4 separate regions of the Mus musculus genome follow, and regions 2, 3 and 4 are each linked to region 1. Evidence: chromatin contacts called from public Hi-C and promoter capture Hi-C data. All regions are on one chromosome and are shown on one strand. The core of a region is the stretch at or near the end of the contact, and the rest is flanking DNA. Distances in the headings are between cores, read along the strand shown. Region 1 holds the start of Tmem183a (transmembrane protein 183A). Region 2 overlaps Kdm5b (lysine (K)-specific demethylase 5B). Region 3 overlaps Chit1 (chitinase 1 (chitotriosidase)). Region 4 has its middle 7.7 kb from the start of Gm25612.

Region 1 (6,744 bases), core at 2,868-5,367:
AACCCATTTTTTTAGTTTTTTTAAAAAGGTATATTAAAAAGAACAATGAAACTAAATAACCTTAACAACAGAAAAGGTAAATTATAGCATATATTCACAATCAACACTCTACACATGTTCTAGTTTTCATTTTTATTATTTGTATGTTTGTTTTGAGGCAGAGTCTCAGGTAGGTCAGGCTTGCCAACTTGATAGTACACCTTGAACATCTTATCTTCCTGTCTCCACCTACTAAATTCTGGGGTTGTAGGTATATGACACCATGTTGGCTTTATGTAGTTGGGATCAAACCTATGTCTCAGCTGAGCTACACAAGCATCAACCTTTGCCACATTCTAGTTATCTTGTACTTCAGTCCCTACTTGATAATGTAGCCTTCCTGTCTCTTCCTCCTGCTTCAGACCTAATTACTGTTTATTGTCTTGAGTCCTAAGGTTCACTACATATCTCAGATTAGAATAACAACACATACGCCAGAAAGCCACCATCTTAAATAATCATTTATCTCTGAGGCAGATCTCACTTTGAAGCCCGGGCTATCTTGAAACTTGCTATGTAGACCATGCTGGCCTTAAACTGCCTACCTTTGTCTCCCAAGTGCTAGGATTAAAGTCAAGCACCATCACACCGGGCTCATCGGGACTTTTACAAAGCTGACTAAAGCTAAAGGTTGTATGTCTCAGGGATAGGGAGATGGCGCAACACTACACAACTTGAAAAAGGCAGGCATGTGTGTGTCTGCATCGCTTGCATAGCTGCTCCCAAGAACAGAAGAGAGCACTGGCTCCACTAGAAGGAAAGGTACAGATGACGTAAGCCTCCATGTGGGTGATGGGTCCACAGGGGTCTTCTGAAGGGCAGCCAGTGCTCTTAACCATGGAGGGATCTCTGGAACATTCCGGGTCTGTTGGATTTTTAGCTCTTCAGACAGGGTCTAATGTAACTCAGATTAGCCTCCAACATGTAGCTAACCTTGGCCCTGGACTCCTGGTCCGCCTCCACCTCCTGAGATTACTTGCTGGCTAACAATAGTATTTTTGAAAACTATCTCTCTTTTGAGGGTATGACACTAAAACATTATAGAGATAATGATATATAGAAATTGCTCAAAATTGAAACATAAATAGTAATGAATTTATAGCTGTTGCATAGTGGTTATAACGACTTCATTAAAAACTAAAGGATAGGGACAACCAGACGGCTTTGCAGATAACAGTGCTTGCAGCCAAACCTGACTGAGTTTACTCCCTGGAACTCCAATGATGGAAGGAGATAACTATCACACTGTCCTCTGATCTCCACCTTTACACCCAGGTATGCTCAACTCTGTTATCCTACCCCCTATACACACACAGTCAAAATAAACAGATAGACAAAGAAATTTTAAAATTATTTTTAAGAGAAAATAATCAAAGTAGATGTACCTTAATAGAGAGAAAATAAAGCAAAATAAAAGAGAAATGATGTTCAAGAGTGTACATGCCACAAATCACTTGTCTAGTAAGTGATTAGATCCTGACTATGTGAAGGGAGTCTTATAATGCAATATTTTAATTTAAAATGAAGAAGCAAAGAAAAGCCAGGCATAGTGACACACTCCTTTAATCCTAGAACTCAGGAGGCAGAGGCAGGCAGATCCCTGAGTTCAAGGCCAGCCTGGTCAGTTCTAGCACAACCAGGGCTACACAGAGAAACCCTGTCTCGGAGGGAAAAATGTTCCTATGCTACTGTTAGAAACACCAAATGGCACAGCCACTTCACTGATTCCTCAAAAACTTACACACAGATTGCCATACAATCCAGAAATTTCATGCACTCATTACCTACTAGAAATGAAAGCATTTACCCAGGCAAGACTTATCCCTGAAGTCATAACACAAAGTAGTCAAGTAAAAGGCAATAAAAGCTGGTACACATGCCATATGGATGAACCTTAAATACTTTTAAGCCATATGAAAGAAATTAGACCAGAAAAAGTACGTTATATCTTAAGACCCAGCATCTGGGAGGCAAAGGCAGGCATATCTCCGTGGATTTGAGACCTACAAACCAGACTGGTCTACAAAGCAGTTCCAGGATAGCCAGGGCTGTTACATGAAGAAACCCTATCTCAAGGAAAAAAAAAAAAAAAAAGAAGAAAGAAAGAAAAGAAAGGAGAAGGAAAGAAAAGAAGCGAAGAGAAGAGAATATTGTCTTGAAAAGCCAAGATGGTTTAGAAGTTGTTGCCCTTGCAAAAGACCTGGGTGTGGTGGGTCTCAGAACCCAAATCAGAGTTCACAACCATCCATCCAACCATCCAACTCACAGCTCCAGTGACAGATCTAACGACCCCTTCTGACCTGAGGGTGCCAGGCATACAAGTGAAGCACACACATACATGCAGACACTCATATTCAGTTCCTCAAAAAAAAAAAAAAAAAGTAAATAAACAAAACTTAAAACGTTAAGTCGGAAATTTTCTGGAAAATGTGTACACACACGCACACACATATAATATGTATGTATACATCCCTAACAGAATTTTAAAAAGTGTAACTAATGTTGCTGTTAATTTTTGTATCATGGAAAAGAAGGTTATGGGGCTGGAGAGAAAGCTCAGCAATTAAGAGCACTGATTGCTCTTCCAGAGGTCCTGAGTTCAATTCCCAGCAACCACATGGTGGCTCACAATCATCTGTAATGGGATCTGATGACCTCTTCTGGTGTGTCTGAAGACAGCAATGGTGTACTCACACAGACTAAATAAATCTTTAAAAAAAAAAAAAAAAGGTTATCACCGACAATCACTAGTTCCTTGTAGATCTCCCCTCACATTGAAGAGCGACAGCATCCATCACCACAGACAGAGCTCAGTGCTCAGGAAAGCAACCCGTACCTTTATGTCTCTTGCTCTTCTTTTTTCTGGAGACTGATCTTTCCTGAGTGCTTTCTTCCTGGGCATCCATCTCATCACTGCTGTCCAGGATGTCACATGGCTCACCCACCCCGGAAAGAGCCTCCTCGGCAGGAACCTGGGACGCTTCCAAGCCACAAAGAGATTTTACTAGGAGGAAACAAGGAGAGAATGAAACGCACTTGGTCCCATCTGCAAAAATCTTGAAAGCAAGACAAACATAACAAAAAAAAAAACAAAAAACCCAATATGCCAAAGAAATGGAAGTCAACTGCATGGTAAAATATGCACAAACTACCAAAAAAAAAAAGGGGGGGGGGACTGGTATCAAGGAGTGGCAGTGGAAATTAACGAGTACAAAAAGTTGTGTGGGATTTTGTTCTTGTTTTGGTTTGGTGGTTCTTCTGAGACAGGACCTCACACTTGCTAGGTAAACCAGGCTAGCCTTAAACTCACAGAGATCCACCTGTCTCTGCCTCCCCAATGCTGAGATTAAAGGAATGCCCACCGCAGCTGGTCACAAAGTTGGTTTTAACTCAAAGAGGAAACAAAACCATTTCGGCTCCGGAACCTGCTGATCCTGGCTACACACACCCATCCCATCCAGGATACGAAACGAGAAAGTAAACAGTGGGAAGAGCAAACACGTTCATGACCCAAAGGTCAGTAGAAAAAACACCGGGACGCAATTCCAGGTAAATACAACACCCAATGCTGTCTCTTAAAAGCTTGGGCCTAAAAAGACCCACGAAAGCCTACCTTCCTGCTGAATAGCGTTGGCCACGGCTTTCTTGACCCGTCCAGACCTCACCACCGCCGGATCCGAGTTGGCATAGTCCGCCACGGTCACTGAAACAGAGCAAAGCGCCAAGGCCTCCTCAGACTCGAGGCAAAGTCTCCGCCACCGCTCCCCGCCGGGTCCCGCCGCGCCCGCCCCGGCCGCCCAGCCCGCCTTGGCCGCCCAGCCCGGCCCCGCCCCTCGCCCACCTCGGCCCGAGCAGGCGTCGTGGGCCCGGAACTTGAGCCGCTTTCCTCTCTTGGGCATGGTGACGGTGTCCCGATGAGGCCCGCCTAGCTGGCCGGAGCCCCGGGCCATGTCTCGGCCCCGAGAGCCGGCTCCCGGAGCCGCAGAGCACCTCCACCCGGCTCTGCGGCCATCCCCGCACCGAGGCCGCGGCTATCGCGAGGACTTCGGCGAGGGCTCTGGGTCCCGTTGATTGCCGACGCCCCTCTCGGGGAGCCAATCGCCTCCGGGGCCCGGTGACGTCATCACCCGGCGCCCTCAGCCGCAGCGGAGGCCAGGTTCCCAAAGCGGAGCGGGCTGTAGGACGGGGAGTGCGTTGTCACCGTCTTCATCACCGTCTTCTCTGGGGCGTTTGGTCCTCCAGACCGCGTTCTTTAGAACTAATAATTTACATCGTGGTCCACTTCAGCATCTAGATTGCATATATCTTGTTTTCGTCATTCTCTCTTTCCCACTTACGTCAAGTAACCTGAACGTAAATATCAAAGCGGTCGCTATAATTTTGCTTACAAAGGCTTTGAAATTCTCTCTGCAGATCAGTGGCTAACTCCTGTAATCCCAACACAGAGAAAGGATCAGAAGGTGAGAGTCATCCTCGGTTCGTAGCCAGCTGGGCTACAAGAGATGCTGCCTGAAAAATGAGTAAATGTCTGAATTCTCAAAGTAGAAGAGATTCTTAAAAGGTTTCCCATCACCATCATCCGAGCAAATTCTAGAAGGATAGATGAGAACATATAATTCCTTTGTATTAAAAGAGAAGTCCCGTGTTGTGTCTTTTTTTCTTCTAATTCCCTTTCAGCTCCCAAAGTGTTAACAGTCCCTGGCTTAAGAAACAGTCCTTTTGACCCAGGCAACCCAACTGGCTAGATCTACTCAGAGAGTGCCCTATAAGACACCTCAAAGGGGTCTCCATTTTATTCTACCTAGTACTGTGCACAGAAGTTCATAAAGAGCAAACCACATAACTTACTAGAATTATGAAACAGTCTACCACCAGGGATCATAGAATAAGGCTTGGATCACTTGGGAATGATAACTGAAACAACATAATTGGTTATAATCATGCTCTAATTTATCTAGAATTATAACAGGAAGCAAAGGTCTAACAGCCTATAATTGTTCTAAATAATTTTCCATGTATACATAATTAATGTCTGTAGTTGAGTTCAAAATACAGCTGGTCAGCACAGAGCCTTCTCATCTCACGTTACCAGTAAAAATTTAATGAGGCTTTCATGCATGTAGATCTCTGCTCATGTGACACTCTTTAATACTCACACCCAGGAGTCCAAAGGGAATCAAAGATGCAAGAGACTCAGGCCCTATTAATAAACCACTAACTGCTTTAAAAACATAAGGATTTTAGCTGAAATGTTCTCTCATTTTAATCCTTTGGAATGAAAAACATGCTAGTTACACCAAAAAAATTTCTCTTTCAAATTTTGATTGAAAAAAATCTTAAACAAGATTTCTTGGAGTATTTAGCCAATTTAGAGGAACAAAGAACCCATACGTCTTTTATTCCTCATTTCAATAAAAAGTAACAAGTGGAGGCCTAGGAAATGCTTACTCTAGAAAGTGCTTGCCAAAAAAAAAAAAAAAAATGCTTGGCAAGACTTTATCATCTCTCAACCTCCACATAAAAGTCAAGAGTTGTGGGGTTAGAATGGTGGCGATGGGGACTCACTGGGGATGTGGGCACAGGCTATTCCCTAGGGCTCACTGGCCAGCGCACACACACACACACACACACACACACACACACACACACACTTGAGCAACGAACTTTCAATTGGTTGCATTAATGATCAGACCCAATTTTACAGGTTCTTTCTCAAAAGATAAACAGAAAAGTTACCTAATTTACCATTGTATTTAAATAGAAGTTATTTAACCTAACTAACGGGAGAAATTGGTCTTTCTCAAACAAGTGGGAAATGTAAGGACAATATGTGAATAGTGAAAGAATTAATATGTCCACTATACTCCTGCATTACATTGTAACTTTACTTTGTGCTAATAGTAAATATTATCGTGTGTGTTTGTTTTAAGAGCCTTTCTTTAAAGCCTATCCTGGTTTTTATGGAATCTTTGGTCAGTGCAACATCCTATTGGAGACAATCCAGTAACATGAAAATGAAAAGAAGTACAGGTTGTTCTCTTCAGCGTCCTACTTTTCAAGAGAAAGCATATAGCCAGGAGTGGTGGCACAGGCCTTCAATCCTAGCCCTCAGCAGGCAGAGGCAAGGGACATCTGTGAGTTTGAGGAAACCTGACCTACCACAGCAAGTCTCAAGCTAGAACTTAACAAGAGCTTTCTCAAAAGTAAAAATACATTTAAACAGAGTATAGAATGTGAAGTTAAGCTTGCGTGGGTAAAAATCTATAGGTGTAGTACACATTTGTAAGCCCAGCATTTCTGAAGCAGAGGCAGAAGGTCATGAGCTTAAGGTCAGTCTGGATGAGACCTTGTCTCAAAAAGCCAAGGGCTGGTTCAGGAGACTCAATGGTAGAGCACTTGCTTAGCATATGACCCTGGGTTTGAGCCTCAGAACTGAAAATACAAGGTCTAGCTACTTATTATATGTAAATTAAGCCTTTACCTAAAAAGTTTGGCCTGCTTGACAGGATTATCAAATGATCACATTCACTCATAAAAATCATTTAAAATAGCATACAGCAAGCACCCAGTAAATATCAACTATTGTTGTGGTAGTGGTGGTGATAATGAGAGTTGAATTGTGGCTGCTGTTATTTTGTTTTGTTTTGTTTTTTCAAGACAGTCTGTGTAGCCCTGGCTCAGTGTAGCCCTGGCTGTCACCCTGTA
Region 2 (6,744 bases), core at 1,383-3,882, 240 kb after region 1:
CCCACACGATTCTGTCTGGTTTTGGACAGTCATATTTACTTTGTATATGTCTGTGGTGTTCATTTTAAGCCTTACATCCATATAGAGAAGTGTATACACGTGTGCAGCTTGATCAGTCCTCACACACGGAACAGCCACACGCTCGCTCATACCCAGCTCTAGAAGAGGAAGGCTAAGCCCTTCATTTTATTTTGAAGGAGTTCTGTAGACAACTTACATGGAATTCTAGGGCCTGGAGAAATGGCACAGCAGTTTTAAGAGCACTTGATTCTCTTCCTTAGGACCCCAGCTGTTTCCTAGACCAGACTGCTCACAGCTTCTGTCTCTAGTGCCCCCTTCTGACCTCCTTATACTTGTCCACATGAACCACCCCCAAGTAAATACAGTAAAAAAAAAAAGGTACAAAACCATGTTTCTGAACTGTTAGTATGATATAGCTAAAACTTTATCTTTTTTTTTTTTTTTTTTTTTTTTCTGACTCATTTTAGGAATACCTGGATAGTGGCTGGAATTTGAACAACATGCCAGTGATGGAGCAGTCTGTCCTTGCTCATATTACTGCTGATATATGTGGCATGAAACTCCCCTGGTTGTATGTGGGCATGTGCTTTTCTTCATTCTGTTGGCACATTGAAGACCACTGGAGCTATTCAATCAACTACCTACACTGGTGAGAATTCTTTATGGAGTCTGTGAGGACTATCTAAGCTGGGCAGGAAAGAAAACTTTTTCTTTCAGAAATGTGTTCATGACTGAGAATTTCAAGTTCCATTTGTTTTAGCTTCTGTTACCTTAGGTTTCCTATCTGATTAGGTCACTTGACTTCTACATAGTCCTCTGAAATCATACACTATTTTGCAAGTATAGGATGTTTCTAGGAATAGTATTTATGAACAAGTTACACACACACACACACACACACACACACACACACACACACACACACACACCGCTGTCTACCAGAATTCTCATTTGATGTCATGGTAACCTCTATATCCCTTTGGGGAGGAGCATGGACTTGGGACTATCAGTTTCCTTTTGTTGTGCTGATTTTTTGACATCATAACACTTAGAATACCTCTCAAATCTGTGCAGACATTTATTACTTTATTATCTAAACTTTTCACCTAAAGCCTTTTTTTCCCTACAGCTGTAATACCCTCACCTTATTTCTTCTACTTTCACATGCAAAAGTATTTTAAAATTCCTAACTCACTTGAATCCTACAGAAAATGTACCACAAGAACGAGAGCTGGCACTTGGATGGTCAACATGATTGTGCTTCCCCTGGCATTACCCAGCTGTAACAGGAAGATGATGTTTTATATACCTCACAGAGATGGCACTGATTAATTGGTTAACAATTTAAAGTGTTTTGAAGAATAAGGGTTGTTTAGAAATAATTGCCTTATTCGTATTTGATGTAAGCTTTTTTTTTCACCAGAATGGGCAAGGAAAAAGAAGATGGAAGTTGCAGGCCTTCTTGGTTGCTGTAGGGAGGGAGCTGTAGTAACTGTGCTGAGTCAAATGTGATTCCTTATCTTTTTAGAAACTCTAAATTCTCCCATGTTTGTAGAGTAGGATCTGGGAGGACCTCAATCCCATCTTCGCAGTGGTGGGAAATGCACTGAGTGTTCCACTCCTGCTTGTCCTGATACTTGTTTGATTTGAACGTTTGTTTGTAGGTCAGAAGAATATGATCTAGTTAACTGTTGCTGTGTGTTATGCTACAAATTAATGGATTCTGATCTTTTTCTAGGGGTGAGCCAAAAACCTGGTATGGAGTTCCAGGCTACGCTGCTGAGCAGCTAGAAAACGTGATGAAGAAGCTCGCTCCTGAGCTCTTTGTGTCCCAGCCGGACCTGCTCCACCAGCTGGTGACCATCATGAACCCCAACACTCTGATGACTCATGAAGTGCCTGTATGTCGTGCTGACCTTCTTGCCGCCCCACCCACCGTGCACAGCTTCCCTAGCACCCCTGCTTTTCTTCTTAAAGTTATTTGGTGTTTTCCCCCCCATAATATAACTTGATAACAGAAGCAGCTGCTGGGTGCTTTATAGCAGTCTCCCAGTGGGCCAGATGCGTAGAAACTCTAAACTCCTACATTACTAATGACTTGCTCGGCAGATGAGTAACACTCACTTTAGTCTACCGGTCAGTGAGTGGGAGACTGTATAGCCATGGCCACTAATGGTTTCTGTTCTGTAAGGGTTTTTTTTTTTTTTTTTTGGTTTAAGATTTATTTACTTGTTTTATGTAAGTACACTGTCACTGTCTTCATCTTCACACACCAGAACAGGGCATCAGATTTCATCAATGATGGTTCTCTCCAGCCCCTGTAAGTTTTGTTTATAAGTTTAGTAAACAAAAGATAAAAAGTGACCTGTCAAATGGAAATGAGAATTTACTATGAGAATGGCTAGCTAGTTACAGTTAGAGCTAAGCTCAGGTTTTAAAATCTTTAATATTACAAATTTATAAAGCTTATGAATATAAAAATATAAATTTATAAAGTGCTCTTGACTGAGCCATTTTTCCAGTTCTTGGTGTCAGTCTTCTATGCCTTTTTCCGCTCTAAAAGAGGAAGTTTAGTAGGGATGTTTGTGAGTGCTTATCTAATAAGAACAGGCCCTGGATTTCATTTCCAATACAGCATAAAGAAGTGACAGTGAGGGTTGGAGAGATGGCTCAGTGGTTAAGAGCGCTGACTGCTCTTCTGAAGGTCTTGAGTTCAAATTCCAGCAACCACATGATGGCTCACAAACATCCATAATGAGATCTGATGCCCTCTTCTGGGATGTCTGAAGACAGCTATAGTGTAATAATAAATCCATCAAAAAAAAAAAAGAAGTGACAGTGAATTGTGGGATCTCGTGATTAACCAAAATGGAATGCTCCCCATGACTCATTCTGACGGTGGTGCTGGGAATTGAACCGAGAGCCTTAGAATTGAGATACTAGGTTTACATTTTGTCCTGGTGCTGCTTCGTTGCCAGAGCTGTTTTACATTGCTTACTGAGTCCTCCACCCCCTCAACCCCCCTTCCTCACTCACCTACGGTGTTGTGTGTGTGTGTCTGCATTTGGCTGTTGTTCCTCGGGGATCATCCATCTTGATATTTCAGACAGAATCTCTGAGGACTTTATGGAGGGCCATTAAGAGTGTATTTGTGGACCATAAAGTAATGACAAAAGAACAAAACATTCACTATGTCTTCATTGTTAACATTTCTCTTTGATTTTTCAAGTTTGTCAATATTGGAATAAAATGTAGGGGCTAGATTTAGGGCTTTGGGAAATCAATGGATTGATTTTTCATTCCTGGTCTGGAACTTGCTATGAAGTCTAGATTGTCCTCCAACTCAAGAGATCCTCTTGTCTCTGCTTCACTTACGGCTGAACCTTGGGAGATTCCTGATTGTATCTGTAAAAAAAGATGTTTCTTGCCTCTTAGATGGTTTCTTATTTTTGTGGTAAGAGCACTGACTTCAGTTCAGAGGCTATTTAGTTCTGTTAGTGTGGTATACCACTCCATCTTGTGGCAGAAACCAGATGATTCTAACAGTAATTTTTTCCCCCTCAGTTTTGATATAAGGTGTGTGTGTGTGTGTGTGTGTGTGTGTGTGTGTAGTCCTGTCCTATTTGTCTAGAGAAATCATCTGATAGTTTATGTCTAAATTGCCTTTGAGAATGTTACTGTAAAACCTTAATTGCTCATTCCTGTCTCTGTAGGTTTATCGAACGAATCAGTGTGCTGGGGAGTTTGTAATTACGTTTCCAAGAGCCTACCACAGTGGCTTCAACCAAGGTTTTAATTTTGCCGAGGCTGTTAACTTCTGCACTGTTGATTGGGTATGTGTTATGTATTTGAGCTTTCTCAAATCTTACCATTTTTTTGTGGAAATAGCATAAAATGCTTTAAAAACTGTCACATATCCTTGCTACTCATCTGGATTCCATGCAAAATCTTTTCCATTTTACAGTGAGATAAGACACTGGATAACACAGTGTGTGACAACTCAGACATGCACTGTGTGCATGCCTATGTGCATGCACATGCCTTTGGCCAGAGAATTATAGATAGCTGTGAGTAGCCTGACATAGGTACTGAGAAGTATGCTTTGAATCTCTCTAAAAATCAGCACTTGCTCTTAAGTGCTGAGCCACCTCTCTCAAGATACTTCTTTTAAATTGTACAAATTGTTAATGAAATTTTAGGGGATAGAGCAGTGCTTTGCCTTTTTTTTTTTTTCCCCCAGTGTTGCCATGGCTAGTCCTGAGTTCTTTATTGTAAACCACCCTGCTTCAGCAGGTTTTGGGAAACCTAATTTGTAGCAAGAGTCTTCCTGAAGTGTCTTTTAAAATGGCTAAAGATTTTTTTAAAAAAATATTTATTTATTATATGTAAGTACTCTGTAGCTGTCTTCAGACACACCAGAAGAAGGTGTCAATCCCTTTACAGATTGGTTGCTGGGATTTGAACTCAGGACCTTCAGCAAAGAATAGTCAAGTGTCCTTAACCGTTAAGCCATCTTTCCAGCCCAAGGCTGAAGCTTATTAAAGCTTGCAAACTAGTAACAAATATTCCAGCCTTAAAACTTGGTAGGGTTTCAGGTTAGCACTGTTGTTTGAGGAATAGTACTAACATTACCAGTTAAACTCCACATTACTCGGTAACTCATTATCAATATATCTTTTTCCTAAACCAGTTTTCAAATAAGTTACCTAATGTGATAGACCTTTAGAGCACAACAATAGACCCAGGGCTCTGGGAATCTGAGTCTAATTTAGGGTTGATAAGTGATAGGTGTTTTGACCTATATTGTATTATTTGGTAATATGATATTGTAAGTCAGAAGTCTTTAGAAATTAAAAAAGACTATGTCATTTTCTTGTGCCCTGTGTACAGCTGCCATTGGGCCGCCAGTGTGTGGAGCATTATCGCTTGCTGCACCGTTATTGTGTCTTTTCCCACGATGAAATGATATGCAAAATGGCTTCTAAGGCTGATGTATTAGACGTTGTGGTAGCGTCAACTGTTCAGAAGGACATGGCCATCATGATCGAGGACGAGAAAGCTTTAAGGGAAACTGTTCGGAAATTGGTAAGATTTCTGGAAGTCCAATTCCATGTCATTAACTGTGATTTTCTAAGTCAAGTTGTGTTTTCTACTACTGTTTTAAGAAGCTTTTCCACGTTGTATTTAATGGCTACAGAGCTGCCGGGAGCCCTCCTCCGGCCTGGAGAGGGTAGTGGTATAGTCACAGAGTAGGACTCTGGTGATGGCTTTAAAGTCTGAGGGCCCCGGGCTTTCAAGCTCTTTAACTGTACTGAAAAGCTAAAAACTTTCTTGCTCTTTCTCAGGGTAAAAAGACTGCTGGCTAAGGTGATTAACACTTACAGCCTAACAAAGGATTAAGCAGTGTGGCCTTTGTTCTAGCTCAGCAAGAACTGCTGGGCTCTAACTGCTGGGCCTGCTAGTAGGAAGTTGCTGGAAGAAATTGGGACACTTAGAGAGGTGGTTATAGAGTTTATACTAAGTTGTAAAAAGTTTCCTATGAAAACTAAGGGGAAAGCCAAAAAGATCCTAAGCGGGGACTAAGTGTGGAAAGGCAAAAAATTCTCTCTCTCCTTGTCCTCAGCACTTATACATCTTTCAGAATACATGATCACATGGTACAAAGTTCATCACAAGTTCACACAAAAAGATCAAATCATAAATTGAAATAGAAGTTTACAGCAGAGAATGTTTACATTCATATCCATTAGGAGTAATTATCTGGCTAAACATTTATCACCTGTCTCAGATCTACAGGTTCACTGAAGGTTTAAAACCATAACTAATTTATTAGTGAAGTTTTGTATAAATAAACCCAGTCAATATTTTATCTTTTGTCGTAGCATCTATAATAAATAGCTATTTCCCTTTTTATGACCTTTGGTTAATTGTTTTACAACCTCTTGGAATGTGCTCTGAGTAGGAGAAAGTCTGGTTACTAAGAGCAATTAACTGGTGACACTTGGGAGACTGGCAGAGTTCTCATTGCAGTTTTGACTCTCAGAAGAGGAACTAATAGCCGTCCCTCTATAGAAGAGCTTTAATCACAGACATAATGTTAGGAATTCTTAAGGATCATCATTAAGACTTAAGTCATCTATTTGTCTATATAGCATTAGTACAAAACAGTAAATTTTTGTGGATCTGCAGAGATCTGCTCCAAAGGGGTGTGCTACTACTTAGTGATTGTTATATATGTTTAATAATAACAGGAAAAGCATATTAATTGCAGGAATCTTTCCTAAAATGAATCCCTTACAGCCTTGCTTAATAAGGGTGCGCCTATCACAGATCATATAATATCCAAAGCAGGCCATTTCAGGATATTCACCTGCTAGTTATTAGCTTGTCCCATTATGACTCTTGACAAAAAGCAATTCTAATTGACGTGTAGTAATACTTTATTTTATTTATATTGACCTTATTTTATCCCTTGTATCAGTTTCTGTAAAATATCTCTTCACATGGTTTGTCTGTTTTAATTATAAAATTATATTATTTCACTAGTGCTGCTTTCCGTCTGTCCCCTCCCTCTTTCCATCCCTCCCTTCCTCTCCTCTAATAGTGTTTCATGTATCCTCCTGCTTCTACTTTCTAAGTACTAGATTACAAGCTTGCCTCTTTTAAGTTTTGTTTATTATGTGTCCTACTTAAGACATTGTGCATAATAAAGAAGCAGAGTCA
Region 3 (6,744 bases), core at 2,682-5,181, 210 kb before region 1:
GGATGTAGGAGTCTAAAGTGGGAATGAAAGAAGATGGATATAAACGGGATGCCTATGAAAAGCCTTGGGGAGATCCAGGTCCCGTTGATCCCTCTAGAACCCCGTTCTTAGGCAACCAAAACCAAGGTAAAGACAGATAAGCAGGCCCCCTTCTCTACCAGGATGCTGCTGTGACGCTCTGGCTGCAGAAGGGGACCCCAGCCAGCAAACTGATCCTTGGCATGCCTACCTATGGACGCTCTTTCACCTTGGCCTCCTCGTCAGACAATGGAGTTGGGGCCCCAGCCACAGGGCCTGGTGCCCCAGGCCCCTATACGAAGGACAAAGGGGTCCTGGCTTACTATGAGGTAAGACGACTTTTAGCTACCCTGAATATGCTAGAGGACTCCTGATCGGTAAGAGGGCTTCTCCTGTAGTTTCTGAGGAAAGGTGGCTTGCATGGAGAATTTCGGCCAAGGGAACTCTATCCCGCCCTGGACCCCTTGTGTATATCTTTAAGCTCGGAAGCCTAAAGTTTAAATCTGCAGCCCTAGGTGACTCCACAGATCTACTATGTTCTCTAGGCTTCCTCAGATAGGAATTTTCTAATCTCCAGTCTCCTCTTGGCATGAGGGGACAGGAACTGTTAATCCCAAAGATTCCAGAAAGACCACTGACCCAAACCATCCAAGCCAAATTAATTAAAGCAAACAATTAATTAAAACAAGGTTTTTTTGGGGGGGGTTGTTTTATTTGTATACACAGGCGGCTTCCTCCTAAGGAAGGGTTCAGGAAGTCAGAAGTGGGCATGGGGAAGATAAGGGTTTGTATAGTTTAGGCATAGGGAGTTTCCAAGTGGGAGATTTGGCAGGCAAACAGGTGGGGTCCCAGAAGCAGAACATAAGCGCTATAAGCCAGTCATGATGACCTCCTGAAACAAAGGCGTAACTGCAAGGTGGTCATACCAAGGTGGTCACAACAATGGGTGGTCATAACAACATTTTTGAAACAAAGTTATGGTTGCCATTTTCTGGAACAGGCAGTCCAGAACCATTTGTAGTTAAAGTTACAGGTGGGACATAGAAACAGAGATGTAATCACAAACAGGAATGAGCCTACTTTGTGTTTACTAGAAGGTGGTTTTTAAGCCTAAGATGGAGGCAGGCTTGTTTGTCAGTACCTACTAGTGTTATTCTTTCCTAACACATCTCTGCTCCTGCAGGCCTGCTCCTGGAAGGAAAGACACAGAATCGAGGACCAGAAGGTGCCTTACGCCTTCCAGGACAACCAGTGGGTGAGCTTTGACGACGTGGAAAGCTTCAAAGCCAAGGTGAGGCCCAGCCCGGCTGGGAGGAGGCGGCCCATCAATAACGCCAGCACTTAATCTGTCTTCAAGGATGAGTGTTCTTGTAAATGCCCCAACATTTCACCCTCTTCATGTGACAGCATCCTGAACATTTATCATCTGTTGATAAAGACTCGGTGAAGGCTGGGGATGTAGCTCAGGGCTAAAGCATCTGCTTGGCACGTACAAGGCCCATGGTTTAAGCCCCAGTACAGAGAAACACATACACACAGAGAGAGAGAGAGAGAGAGAGAGAGAGAGAGAGAGAGAGAGAGAGAGAGAGAGAGAGGGAGGAGAGAGAGAGAGATCTACACTGAGTGGTCCTCTTGGCAAGATTTGTATTTTACCAAAATACTAACTCTACAGACACATGGAAAGGAGAAATGTGCATAGTGGAACCTGTGACTTTTATCCAGTCTGTTGGCCACATTTGGAACATATGTGTGTCATTGATTTACTTATAGGACCCTTTCATCTTGTCTAATATGGCCTCCTTAATGTGTTTCCTGGCCTCTCTTCCTGAGTTGATGCTTAGCTCCTGAAGGAACAGAGCAACACTTGTCTGTGAACAGACCTCTTGGGGCAGACAGCGCTCTGTGGGAATCTAGAAAAGAGTAGAAGCTGTTTAGGGAGGAAGGATTGTACAAGCCCTAAAAGTCAGAAGATAGGCAGGTGTCCAGGGAGGAGACTGTGGGCAGTCGGGAGGGAGCAGGAACGAGTGGACCATGAGAACAAGGTGACCCGTGAAGAAGAGGGGGGTCAGCTCCCAGCCCTCTCTGCAAACGTCATGGTGCTCTCTGAGGGAACGCCCAGCTCAGCGCATTCCCTCAGGGGCCCTCAGGGTAACAAGGACCTGAAGCCGTGAAGGCCAAGCTTGCTTCAGAACTTTGGGGAAGCTGAGACCTGATCCCCTGTGGTAACTGAGCCTGTAGCAACCAGTAGACAAGATTTTAATCACCCACATCTGCTCACACCCTCAGGCTGCCTACCTGAAACAGAAGGGGCTGGGAGGAGCCATGGTCTGGGTCCTGGACTTGGATGACTTCAAGGGTTCCTTCTGCAACCAGGGCCCGTACCCTCTCATCCGGACACTACGGCAGGAACTAAGTGAGTAAAGGGTTGAATTCAGAGAGTGGGGTGCACACTCCCCACCCCATAAGCCTTTCTGAGGAAACACCATCACCCAAAATTGTGATTCCTCAAAGTTCACGTACACCAGTAGCTAAGGAAACTGTTGAAACCCCGTGCTTCGTGCCGTTTCCAGTTTCCTGCTGACAATACCTGACGGGGGCGTAGTAATGGATTCCCTCCAAAGGTCTCTGCTCTTATCAAGAAGAAAGCCAAGCCTCACCCTATCATATGCAGCCCCTAGGTGCCCCTCCTTGGTATATGGCTGGGTGTCACAGCTGGTATGTGGTCACCAGCTGCCTACTACTGTGTGGCACAGGTTGTCTTCCAGACAGTGCCTGGCTGCAGGTTGTGGCTGCGGTCTGGATGTGGGAGCAGGGGTGCTGGGCCGCCTCCTCCAGTGGTTGCTGTTGTGTGCTCCGCCTGTGGTTTGGAATCTGTTGGCCAACATTGCTTGAATCGTCCTTGTCTTTCTAGATCTTCCATCCGAGACTCCAAGGAGCCCAGAACAGATAATACCTGAGCCACGCCCATCTTCTATGCCAGAGCAGGGACCCAGCCCAGGGCTAGATAACTTCTGCCAAGGCAAAGCTGATGGGGTCTACCCCAACCCTGGAGACGAGTCCACTTACTACAACTGTGGAGGAGGGCGGCTGTTCCAGCAGAGCTGTCCTCCAGGCCTGGTGTTTAGAGCCTCTTGCAAATGTTGTACCTGGAGCTAAGTTCCTGGAACCCCATCCAACTCCAGTCTGAGGCCAGGCTTGGGGTCCCCCACCACCTGCCTCTGCTTTCCCTGGGGCCTGCAGGCCTCTCTGTTCCTTCCATGCCCCCACCTCTGATCAGCTTCTTGGTTTCCTTTTTGTCTCTTTTAGGCTTCCTCTTTATCTGAAAAATAAACATATTTTTCACCCCTGACATTGTGACTTAAAGAAGCTCTCTCAGGACAGTGTTTGTTGGGGGGGGGGAGGTATGGGGAGGACCAAGAGGAAAGGGCTGCACACAGTAGGCAAAGGTCAGAGGAAAGGATGGCACACAGTAGGAAAGTTCAGAGCCAGAGTTGCATTTCCGATGTGCCTGGCCCCATGAAAGTCTCCTCACTGAGTCCTCCAGAACACAGGTGGCAGCGTACAAGGCCCGGCCAGATCCACTTGTAGGAGCCTTTGGGGAAAGAGATGCTTAACCTCTGCTAGACTGCTAGACTGTTATTTCCCAAATGGACACAAGGTGGCAGCAGAGATGAGCTTTTCCCAGTTTACTGCTCTGTGTCCACCAGTGAAGCCATTAGTCCACAGAGTCACTCGTGAGCCTGTCAGGGCTTGGGCGCTCCATAAAGAAGACCCTGAACTAAACGCTCACTTTGAAATGAACCCTGTTGGGGGCCTTTCACGTGCCTCACCTCAATCACCACTCCCAGTAGGTAGATGACACGGAACGATCATTATCTGCATTTTACAGGCATCTCAGATGAAGTCAGATTCTAGCCAGTTCTGAGTCCAGAACAAAGGCTTAAAATGGGCCAAGACAAGCGTGTGCCCCCAGGGTCATCTATTAAAGAGTGATCTAACAGGCCGTGGGGTCACGTGCCTACAACCCCAGTGCTGAGGCTGAGGCAGGAGGAACTTGAGCACTAGGCTAGCCTGGGCTATGTAGTGAGACGTTGTTTCCAAAAAAAAAAAAAAAAAAACCAAAAAAAACAAAAAAAACAAAACAAAACAAACAAACAAAAAACAAACAAACAAAAAAAAAAAGAACAAGCAAGTAATATGTATCCCTGAAGCACCTTGATTGTTGAGTTTAAAGAAAACCTTCATTCCCTAAAGTTTATCTTGTTACACACTTGCTGGAAGCCTTGGTTTGGGGTTGGGAATGAGTTAGGTGGGAGAGAGGTGAGTTGTAATCACAAGAGTGTCTAAGTGAGAGGTGACACATGGCCTGGGCTGAGGCAGGGACTGTGAGTCTGGGGAGGAACAGGGGCGTGAAGACCAGGGAGAAGCCATGGAGCCTACTCTCCTATGGACAAAACTAGCACTTGCCCACTCGTGCCCGCTGCCTGTCCTCTGGCCTTCTCTGTTTAGAAAAGGATCCAGGCAGGGGCAGCTTCCTATGGCACACGTGTGACAGCAGAGATAACTGTAGGCCCACTAATGGCTTCAGCTTGAGGTTCCCTCTCTGTGGGATGGATGGGGCCACTCCTGCTGTCTGGGTGACTGAGCAGCTATCCACTGTCATCCTGGGAGTCCGTATTCTTCCCTCTTTCTTTATCTTGCGTCTGCTGGTTAAATCATGAAACAAATGGTCTACTATCAGTAAAAGTGTTCTCCTGAGTGGGCAGATGGCCAAAGTCCTCCCAGATACCAAACCTTTTGTCTGTGCTGGGTTTATCGATAGGAGAGTAGGCTCTGTGGCTTCTCCCTGGTCTTCACGCCCCTGTTCCTCCCCACAGTCCCTGCCTCAGCCAGGGCCACATGTCACCTCTCACTCAGATAAGGCTTTTCCCTGGTCTCTCTGCTCCCTGACCCTCCCTTCTCTAGTCTCCCCTGCACACCTAATCAGCTCAGCCTTTAGAAATGAAGGATCTGAGCCAATCACTTCCCTTGCTAAGAACTCCAAACAGCCTTCCCAACCCGAAGAATAAAGTCCGGATCGTCTCGTCGACTGTGTCGAGACCCCTTGTCAGCCCCCGCCTCCTGCTATCACGCACACTGTTTCGGTCCCCTGGTACCCAGTTGTCAGCGTTAGTTAACCTTAGGCATCCAGATGCCAGCATGCAGCCTCCGGGCAGCCACCACTCAGGATTCTGCTGAGCCTGAAGCACTTAGCAAACCTAAAGCCAACTGTGCTTACCCTGATCCTTCCACCCCCACCGTGGGCCCTGGGCCCCTCTGGCTCTGTGTCCTTCCATTACAGTTGGGTCTCTCGGCATCTGTAATATTTCAATCCATATGCCGGGTGGACATAGCAGGGTGGAGCAATGTGCAGTGTTGGGTGGGGGTGCAGAGAGGGTAGTGTGAAGTGTTCAGGGCTGGGCTTTCCAAGGGCCAGTATTCAATATTCAGCAGATAAACTGAAAGGAACAAATGAGATCCTTTCAGGTGATGGTGAGGGCTACAGTAGGAAGCCTGCATGGCTCGATATTGAAACCCAGTGTGGGTGTGACCATTGTGCGGAGCAGTTTGAAAGATCCCTCAGTTGGGGGGAGGGAGTCACATTGGGGCATCCTAAAATCCAGAAGGACCTGCCCATCTCATCCTCAGATTTTGGGTCATTGTGGGTGGCCAGCCCTTCCCTGGTTGCTTTGTTGACTGAACTCATAGGTCAGAGCCCCAACCTTGGCCGCTCTTCTAAAATGCCACTTCATTTGATTTGCCCTGGCTGTGGTCCTTCCTCTAGCATGAAGGAACCCAGTTCAGTGCCCGTGACTGTGGCCTCATACACGGGTCTCCAAGAACCATACCTACGTCCCTGAATCTTAGTCCAATAGATGAGACTGATCAGGCCATTTTTCACCTGAGTGGTGGCGTTGTGGGTAAGAACAGCCATGGTTAGGGATCCTGGGCCACTGTTTTGTTTGCCGGCCTCAGCCCAGGCTAGCTCAGTCACTACCCAGGCTCTGCACACTCCAGAGATGAACCAGCTCTGCACCACTCCCTGCTGCACTGGCTTGCCTGTGTCTTTCTCTGGCTCCTCCCTCCACCCTGTGCTTTAACATCTGTCTTTGATAGTTCTAGTCACCCTCACAAGGTCAGCCTTGGTTTTTCTCCTGAAGGCACCTGGGCCTGGGCAAATCAAATCACTGGGTTCCCAGTGGACAGTGGACTCTGCTCCCAGAACACGGACACTGGTCCTCTCCTTCCATTACACATGTTTGAAGCTCAATAGATCACTTATAATGGGAAATAACCTTGAACTTCTGATCCCACCTCAACCTCTCAAGTGCTAGCATTGCAGGTGGGAACTGCCACTCCCATTTTATGCATTGCTGGGGATTGTACACCATGGGTGTGTGTGTGTGTGTGTTATCTTCAGGTACAGAAACCACTTCTGCAACCTAGAGACACCCCCCCCCATACCGAATTACCCTTGCATGACAGGACACTGCCCTCCCAAGCTTATCTATTAAACATCATTTGTCCGTTTTTCCCTAAGATTTATTTATTTAATGTAATTAGTGCTCTAGCTGCATTTACATCTGCAGACCAGAAGAGGGCACCAGATCTCATTATTGATGCTTATGAGAGATCATGTGGTTGCTGGGAATTGAACTCCAGTCCTCTGGAAGAGCAGCCAGTGCT
Region 4 (6,744 bases), core at 2,855-5,354, 150 kb after region 1:
ACTGAGTTTGCCTAAACCTATTTACTTCTACAAAATTGTCATTTCAAAACTCAGAATCAAGCTGGAGCCATGGTTAAGTGGTTAAGGTGCTTGCTACGGTTGCAGAGCACCCAGATTCAGTTCACAGCAACCATATGGCAGCTCACAACCATAAACCAGTTCCACGGAATCTGACACCTCTGGCCCTCTTCTGGCCTCTTCCAGGACTAGGCATGAATATGGTACACAGACGTACATGCAGACAAAAAAAAAAAAAAAAAAAAAAAAAAAAAGAAAGAAACTCATAAAGTTTTAAAGAAAAATACCCACAGAATCAGTTGGACTTGGTGGTATATGGCCTTTAACATTAGCACTTAGCAGGCAGAGGCCAGCCTGGTCTACATAGCAAGTGCTAGGCCAACCAGGTGTACATAGTAATAAGACTCTGTCTTTAAAAAAAAAAAAAGTGTCATCCTGTTAAGAGCTTATCCTGTAAAAGAAATGTGCTTCTCAGAGACTAGAAAATCAAGTCTTTCTCATCTGATCTCAGTAGGATGACAGGGAAAGGAAGTGGGTTCCTGTGAGGCCCCATCTTACACTGCGGAGGTGTCTGCATTTGTAATTCACTCCTGTGACGCTTGTGCAACCTGACCCTGGCTCGGAGTGGACAGGAAAGCGCCGCCCTGCTGCTCACGGTTTACCGTGACATTGGGGGAGGTGGGTGTCAGGTCTACAGAGGACAGCTTGTAAGAGTTAGTTACCACCTTCACCTCATGGGTCTTAGGAATCAAATTGTCACTGGCCTGGTAGCAAAAGTTTGACAGCTTGAGCTTGGTTCTGAGAGAACCAATTCCTCAAAATTGTCCTCTGACTTCACGTGCCCTTCCCCTACTCACACATACACATGATAATAAAATTAGGTTTGTTTTTTGTTTTGTAAGAGAAGCTCTGGATATGGTTGCACATGACTTTAACCACAGCACTCTGCAGGCAGAAGCAAGCTGGTCACTAAATTAGAAGCCATCCTGGTCTACATGGTAAGTTACAGACCAGCCGAAAGTATGTACAAGGCCTTGTCTCAATAATGTAGTAATAGTAGTAGTAGTAGTAATAGAATTAATAACAATAAATAAAAAATAAAGTGAGAGAGAAAACTGTTAAGGTTTGGTCTTTTGCTTATATTGTAATGTAATTCTGGCCCCCATGGCCTGGTTGCCCCCAGGGATGAGAGAGTCTTTATCTAGACCTAAGTGACACTATGTGGTCTTGCCCCCCCCCCCAAGTTATCTCTGATTCGTGAATAAAGAAGCCTACAGCCAATAGCTGGACAGAAGAGAGATAGGCAGGGTCTTGGATTCCAGGGCTAGAGTCAGAGGAGACCATGAGGGGAGAGGAAGGATTGAGAGAGAGAGAGAGAGAGAGAGAGAGGGAGGGAGGGAGGGAGGGAGGGAGGGAGGGAGGGAGGGAGGGAGAGAGAGAGATGTTAGCCGGGCAGTGGTGGCGCACGCCTTTAATCACAGCACTTGGGAGGCAGAGGCAGGCAGATTTCTGAGTTTGAGGCCAGCCTGGTCTACAGAGTGAGTTCCAGGACAGCCAGGACTTCACAGAGAAACCCTGTCTCGAAAAATAAAAACAAAACAAAACAAAACAAAATGTCATGGGTCAAGAAAACATGACTGTGAGGCTGGCTAAGAGCAGCCCAGGTGAAACATAGTAAGTAATGACTGGGAGTTTTCGATGGAAATAGATATTAATAGCATAGAGAATAGATATCTGCCCAGTTCTAATGCTGATTAAGGCTTACTGTATTTACATAATAAAATGTGTGTGTCTTTTTTTTTCCAGGCAGGTAGAATGGTCAAAGGCAGGGTAGAACTCCTGGATTGGGATTAAATATTTTCAACAACATAAAACTTTACATTGAAGGTCATTTAGTCAACATAACTAAGTCCATATGCCCCTAAGCGGCTTAATTTTCACTGGTCAGAGGTAAATAAGTATATCACAAAAAAGGGTTGTGCAGTTTCCACAAATGACATTACTGATGCTTATTTTCCAATAATCTGTGGGCTATAGCCAACAAATCAGCAGGAAGAGAGGACACCTTTAATTGGCTGACCAATAGCAGGTGCCATGAGTTCGAGGAAGAGATGACAATTTTGAGTGGATGACCTTCTGTTGTTGCTGTTGAGAGAGGCTCTCCCAGGCTGGCCTCAGACTCACGTGACTAAGGATAACTTTGAATTTCCATCCCTTGTGCCTTCACCTTGCAAATGCGGGTCCTGAGCTGCATCTCCAGCCAAAGCTTCCTTTTCATTTTCTTTCTGGTACAACACCTCACCATGTAGCCCAGGCTGACCTGAAACTCCCCCTTCCTCCTGCTTCAGTCCCAAGTGCTGTGATGCCGACAGGCATGCGCCGCATGCTCAGAGTACAAGCTTTCTCAATATCGTTAGCATCCCTGACTTCAGTAGAATACGTTCGTGACTTTGTGCGGGGCAGTGACAGGTGCAGAAACACTTGAGTGCTCCTCCCGGGCTCTCCCTTGTCCCTTCCCATATGCCTCCACTTTAGAACTGGCAGCCTCATTCAGCCCAGTTCTTTGGAATCAAAGATCACTTTGCAGAATTTGAACTTAACCTATACACCTGGATCTTATATATATTGTATTTTAACCTCCTTGAGTCACGTGAAAATAAGCATTGATGTTCAAAATGTTGCCAGACAGTTTCAAATAGCATGGTTAGTCTTATGGGAAAATGGTTGCAGGAATCCAAGCAGCAGCTGGTCTGAGGTCATAGTGACTGATTTTCCTGTGTTCTCAGCAGATAGTCATTATGACTGCAGATAGTCTTCAAGCAATTCAAATGCCCAAGCCTGACTGCATAACTGCAATGAGAATTGAGGCAGGAAGTCATGACAGATGCCCTGGGCTCCTCTTGAATGTGCTACACAAACGTCGAAAGTAATCGGTGTGGGATGAAATGTGCAATCATTTGATAAATACCAATTAACCCTCCTGAGTTAGTAAAGGGTCTAGTTTATAATTCATAGGCATTAAAACCCCATCTCCGCTAATAAGCAGCCTAGAGAGGGGGCCCTGAGCAGAGAACAATTATGCACTCACCCCCTGGGGGAAAAATAACATAGAAGTAACATCCATTACTACCTAAAACACTGGTCTGAGTCGTCTGAACAGGAACAGCTGCCCAGTCACCGACACCTGCACTATTATTTCACACACCTGTCTGCCCACCCTCGCAGCCCGCCCCTCTCCATCTGGTCCCACCTTGCTAGTCGCCAGGACCAGGCTGTCTCTCTCTCTGTCTCTGTCTGTCTCTGTCTCTGTCTCTGTCTCTCTCTCTCTCATTTTTTGATTTTTTTTTGTTTTTTTTTGTTTTGTTGTTGTTGTTGTTTTTGTTGTTTTCGAGACAGGATTCCTCTGTGTAGCCCTGGCTGTCCTTGAACTCACAGAAATCTGCCTGCCTCTATCTCCTGAGTGCTAAAATAAAAAGCATGCGCCACCTCACCTGGCTAAGACCGAGTTTCAGTGCTGCATTCTTTTCTTCTCTAGTTGTTACTAAAGAGTCTCTAGGTTTGCCTACGTTTCGAATGAGCTCCGCGCTCCTACTGGGGTAAAGCCCCAAGAGAAACACAGAAGGAAGGTGTGCCCTCAAAATTGGATCTCTCCCACGGAAGGTGTAGTTGAAGAGAAAGGCGGCCGCAGGCCTTTACAGACTGCCCAGTGACCGCCTTCGGCGACACAGTATGCGGCCACCCAATAGCGGACAGAAGGACCGCCCTGGCTGCAGACCCAGTCCAGCGCCACGCTCCGGGCTGTCGCCGCAGGCTTAATGAGAGCCCCTCTGGTGGCACCGCGCGTCTGCGGTCCTCCGCGGACCTCACCTAGCAAGCGCGGTGATTGTGTTGTCTGCGGGGCGCAAGCTACGCTGAAAGGTGGGTTTCGGGGCGCGAACCTGGGACTGTTTAGCCTTGTAGATCTGCAGGGACCTTGAAACCGCCTTTGCTCTGCTCTCCTCGCACAAGGACCTGGAGGTGCACTCTGTGGGTGCTGGGACAGGTTTCCCCAGTTCCCAACTCGCCCCGCCTTGGAGCCTTTGTCTAGCCAGTGCCTCCACGGCAGGCTCACGCCCTTCGGTCCGGGAGTTACCCAGAGCTTCCGAACGTTTCGGTGCCTGGGAGAATAGAGCTCTTTGCTCTCAATTCTTTTGTGCTGAAAGACTTGGGTCCATCTGCTAAAACGGACAGGTCGCAGTAGCCCATCAGAATTTCCCGACCCCCCAAGTATGTTTCAATCACCCACGCCCACGTAAAGGCCCTGAGGCTGTGTTAGAGGATAGTTCCTGCCCTTATAGAAGGTCCCTTCTGTGCGTGGGAGGTGCTTCTCCCTGTCAAACCGATTCTCAGAGCCAAATGACTAGTTAGCGAGCTTCCTCCTTTCACGTGAACCAAACCAGTAACATTAGGATAGCTTTGTGGAACTTGGGAACAGTCCAATTTGCCATTAAAGACTTTGAAAAAGCACCAACATTACTTCAAATTGGTAAACACAATATTACAAATGATCCTAGCTTTTAAAAATAGATCCGTGCAAACTATGTAACATCGTGCCAAGTATTACATGCATCTAAATATGCCCAAATAACTAAAACGCAGCCACACTGTCTCAAATGCGCGACAGTGAAATATTATATTGTACAATTTGGTGGCACTTTGAGGGCTAGCCTGGCTGCTCTCATCCACTTCTTCCAGCCGGGGATTGGGAAACTGTGACTTGCTATGTACCGGGGAAATGGTAACACCCTGTGAAGGCTTGGTTTGAATTTCTAGTCTGATTAAGAAGTACACACAAAAGCACCCCAGGGACCTGAAGTTCTCTTTAAAGAACGGGGTGATAGTAGGCCCTGGAGACTTTTCTAATGATCCTTCATCTCTGCTTGCCACTTTTTGTCCAAGACAGTGTGATCACAAATATAATACAACAGTTAAACTAAGACTAACAGGGCTGGAGAGATGGCTCAGCGGTTAAGAGCACTGACTGCTCTTCCAGAAGTCCCGAGTTCAATTCCCAGCAACCACACAGTGACTCACAACCATCTGTAATGGGATCCAGTGCCCTCTTCTGGTGTGTCTGAAGACAGCTACAATGTACATAAAATAAAAAAGATGTGTGCAATGATCCATGCCTTTGATCCCAGCACTGTGAAGGCAGAGGCAGGACTGTGTGTGCAAGTCTGAGACCAGCCAGAGCTACAGAATGAGGTCCTGTTTAAAGCCAAACCAGACCCTTTGCCCTCTGGAATGGGTGTTGGGGTGAAGAATGGGGAGGCCTGGAGAGCTGCCTCAGAGGCAGCTGCTGAGTGTTGCTATGCAAGCCTGAGGACCCGAGTTCAGATCCCCAGTAGCTATGAGTTGCCTCTGCACTGTGGGGACTGTCCTGACTGGTTTTATGTCAACTTGACACAAGCTAGAGTCATCCAAAGGAAAGAACCTCAACTGAAACAAAACAAAACAAAAACTTGCCTCCATAAGATTCATATGTAGGATATTTTCTTAATTGTGATGATGGGGGAGGGGCCAAGCCCATTGTGGGTAGTGCCATCCCTAAGCTGGTAGTCCCTGGTTCTATAAGAAAGCAGGCTGAGCATGCCATGGGGAGCAAGCCAGTAAGCAGTAGCCCTCCTTGGTCTCTGCATCAGCTCCTGCCTCCAGGTTTCTGTCCTCTGGCTCCTTTACGGCCTCAGGTACAAGCATACCCATACACATGTGGGCATATACCACACATATATACACCAAACTCTCTCTCTCTCTCTCTCTCTCTCTCTCTCTCTCACACACACACACACACACACACACACACAGAGTCTTAAAAAAATGAGAAAATCGCCGGGTGGTGGTGGCATACGCCTGTAATCTCAGCACTTGGGAGGCAGAGGCAGGCAGATTTCTGAGTTCAAGGCCAGCCTGGTCTACAGAGTGAGTTCCGGGACAGCCAGGGCTACACAGAGAAACCCTGTCTCGAGAAAAAGAGAGAGAGAGAGAGAGAGAGAGAGAGAGAGAGAGAGAGAGAGAGAGGGAGAGGGAGAGGGAGAGGGAGAGGGAGAGAGAGAGAGAGAATAGGAGAGTCTCCACATTATACAACTTTCCAGGGTGAGGAGAGCTGAAGGTGTGGTAGGTCTTCCAGCCTCTTGTGTGACCCTTGAATGTGAAACCAGCCTGAGCTGACCTGTCTCTACTGTGGGAGTCAGCGACGGGTGAGTGTGGGCACATTTTCAGAAGACTGGATATAACTCCCTTAGTCCTCACTTGATTCTGCCCCTTGGGAATGTGGAGGAGACAGAGGTGCTACCATGGGGGAGACCTCTCCAAGGCCCAGCGCTGGAAGCTGGAAGCTCTGAGTACATCTGCCCTGGCATACAGACTCTTTGCACTTGCCAGAGACAACAGAAGGCAGAGATGCAGTGGGATTTGGTTGATTGGTTTTGGCTTCCTCTAGTTCCTGTCCTGCAAGATCCAAGCTCACTCACTGTCTCCCTAAGTGAAGGAGAGTGAGCTTCCGGAGGTTGTTGGTTTCCAAGTGTAGGAAGACTTAGAAAGAGAGCCCAGTCTTTGGGATTTCAAACCCAACAACACACAGCTTCAGCCTTGGGGTGAAGGGCTCTTCTTAAAATGGCTCTTCAGGTCCCTCGCTGCTCCCCACATACAGCATGCCATGCTGCTCTGTTTCCCTATCAGTTTGAATGT

What was found. Promoter capture Hi-C pulls out the DNA fragments that hold promoters and counts their contacts. A called contact is a pair of places that touch in the nucleus more often than the background predicts.
Region 2: a contact with region 1 is called in a promoter capture Hi-C map of the HPC-7 cell line, with 6 times the contacts expected there. The contact joins the enhancer-like site here to the promoter of Tmem183a in region 1. A contact is called at or near these places in 17 of 39 promoter capture datasets (3T3-L1-derived adipocytes, the C10 cell line, the HPC-7 cell line and 11 more), 1 of 15 datasets of contacts at CTCF or cohesin (pro-B cells), 93 of 484 Hi-C or Micro-C datasets (3T3-L1-derived adipocytes, the AML12 cell line, the BV-2 cell line and 52 more), 20 of 115 datasets of contacts at active chromatin or transcription factors (the 230-238 cell line, the SCID.adh cell line, acute myeloid leukemia and 10 more) and 4 of 9 other capture datasets (adipose tissue, embryonic stem cells, liver and 1 more).
Region 3: a contact with region 1 is called in a Hi-C map of the G1E-ER4 cell line, with 1.7 times the contacts expected there. The contact joins the enhancer-like site here to the promoter of Tmem183a in region 1. A contact is called at or near these places in 4 of 39 promoter capture datasets (the C10 cell line, the HPC-7 cell line, cranial neural crest and 1 more), 3 of 15 datasets of contacts at CTCF or cohesin (the NIH/3T3 cell line and large pre-B cells), 2 of 484 Hi-C or Micro-C datasets (the G1E-ER4 cell line and bone marrow-derived macrophages), 17 of 115 datasets of contacts at active chromatin or transcription factors (the 230-238 cell line, the HPC-7 cell line, the SCID.adh cell line and 12 more) and 2 of 9 other capture datasets (adipose tissue and liver).
Region 4: a contact with region 1 is called in a promoter capture Hi-C map of liver, with 2.6 times the contacts expected there. The contact joins the enhancer-like site here to the promoter of Tmem183a in region 1. A contact is called at or near these places in 13 of 39 promoter capture datasets (the C10 cell line, the HPC-7 cell line, cranial neural crest and 6 more), 11 of 484 Hi-C or Micro-C datasets (the HL-1 cell line, bone marrow-derived macrophages, embryonic stem cells and 5 more), 17 of 115 datasets of contacts at active chromatin or transcription factors (the 230-238 cell line, the HPC-7 cell line, the NIH/3T3 cell line and 9 more) and 2 of 9 other capture datasets (adipose tissue and embryonic stem cells).

Annotation. Positions count from the first base shown.
Region 1 is chr1:134,357,882-134,364,625 of GRCm38.p6, forward strand. Tmem183a (transmembrane protein 183A) reads right to left here and starts at 4,118. Exons shown (of 8, transcript NM_020588.2): 1 at 3,881-4,118; 2 at 3,653-3,742; 3 at 2,876-3,043. The coding sequence starts at 3,989.
Region 2 is chr1:134,603,954-134,610,697 of GRCm38.p6, forward strand. It overlaps Kdm5b (lysine (K)-specific demethylase 5B), which reads left to right. Exons shown (of 27, transcript NM_152895.2): 11 at 489-670; 12 at 1,760-1,922; 13 at 3,735-3,854; 14 at 4,912-5,106. Among named protein-coding and RNA genes, the nearest start is that of Kdm5b, 47 kb to the left of the region's middle. Within about 2 kb of position 2,633, at least 5 of the 459 cell types and tissues checked have an H3K27ac peak or open chromatin away from gene starts, as enhancers often do. A contact at or near this core is called in the G1E-ER4 cell line, the HPC-7 cell line, megakaryocyte progenitors and 1 more, where this site is marked.
Region 3 is chr1:134,148,175-134,154,918 of GRCm38.p6, forward strand. Chit1 (chitinase 1 (chitotriosidase)) reads left to right here. Exons shown (of 12, transcript NM_001284525.1): 9 at 162-347; 10 at 1,202-1,309; 11 at 2,305-2,431; 12 at 2,930-3,366. The coding sequence ends at 3,174. Among named protein-coding and RNA genes, the nearest start is that of Gm46158, 31 kb to the right of the region's middle. Within about 2 kb of position 3,932, at least 17 of the 459 cell types and tissues checked have an H3K27ac peak or open chromatin away from gene starts, as enhancers often do. A contact at or near this core is called in the G1E-ER4 cell line, where this site is marked.
Region 4 is chr1:134,509,632-134,516,375 of GRCm38.p6, forward strand. No RefSeq gene overlaps it. Among named protein-coding and RNA genes, the nearest start is that of Gm25612, 7.7 kb to the left of the region's middle. Within about 2 kb of position 4,105, at least 101 of the 459 cell types and tissues checked have an H3K27ac peak or open chromatin away from gene starts, as enhancers often do. A contact at or near this core is called in adipose tissue, bone marrow-derived macrophages, intestinal villus epithelium and 3 more, where this site is marked.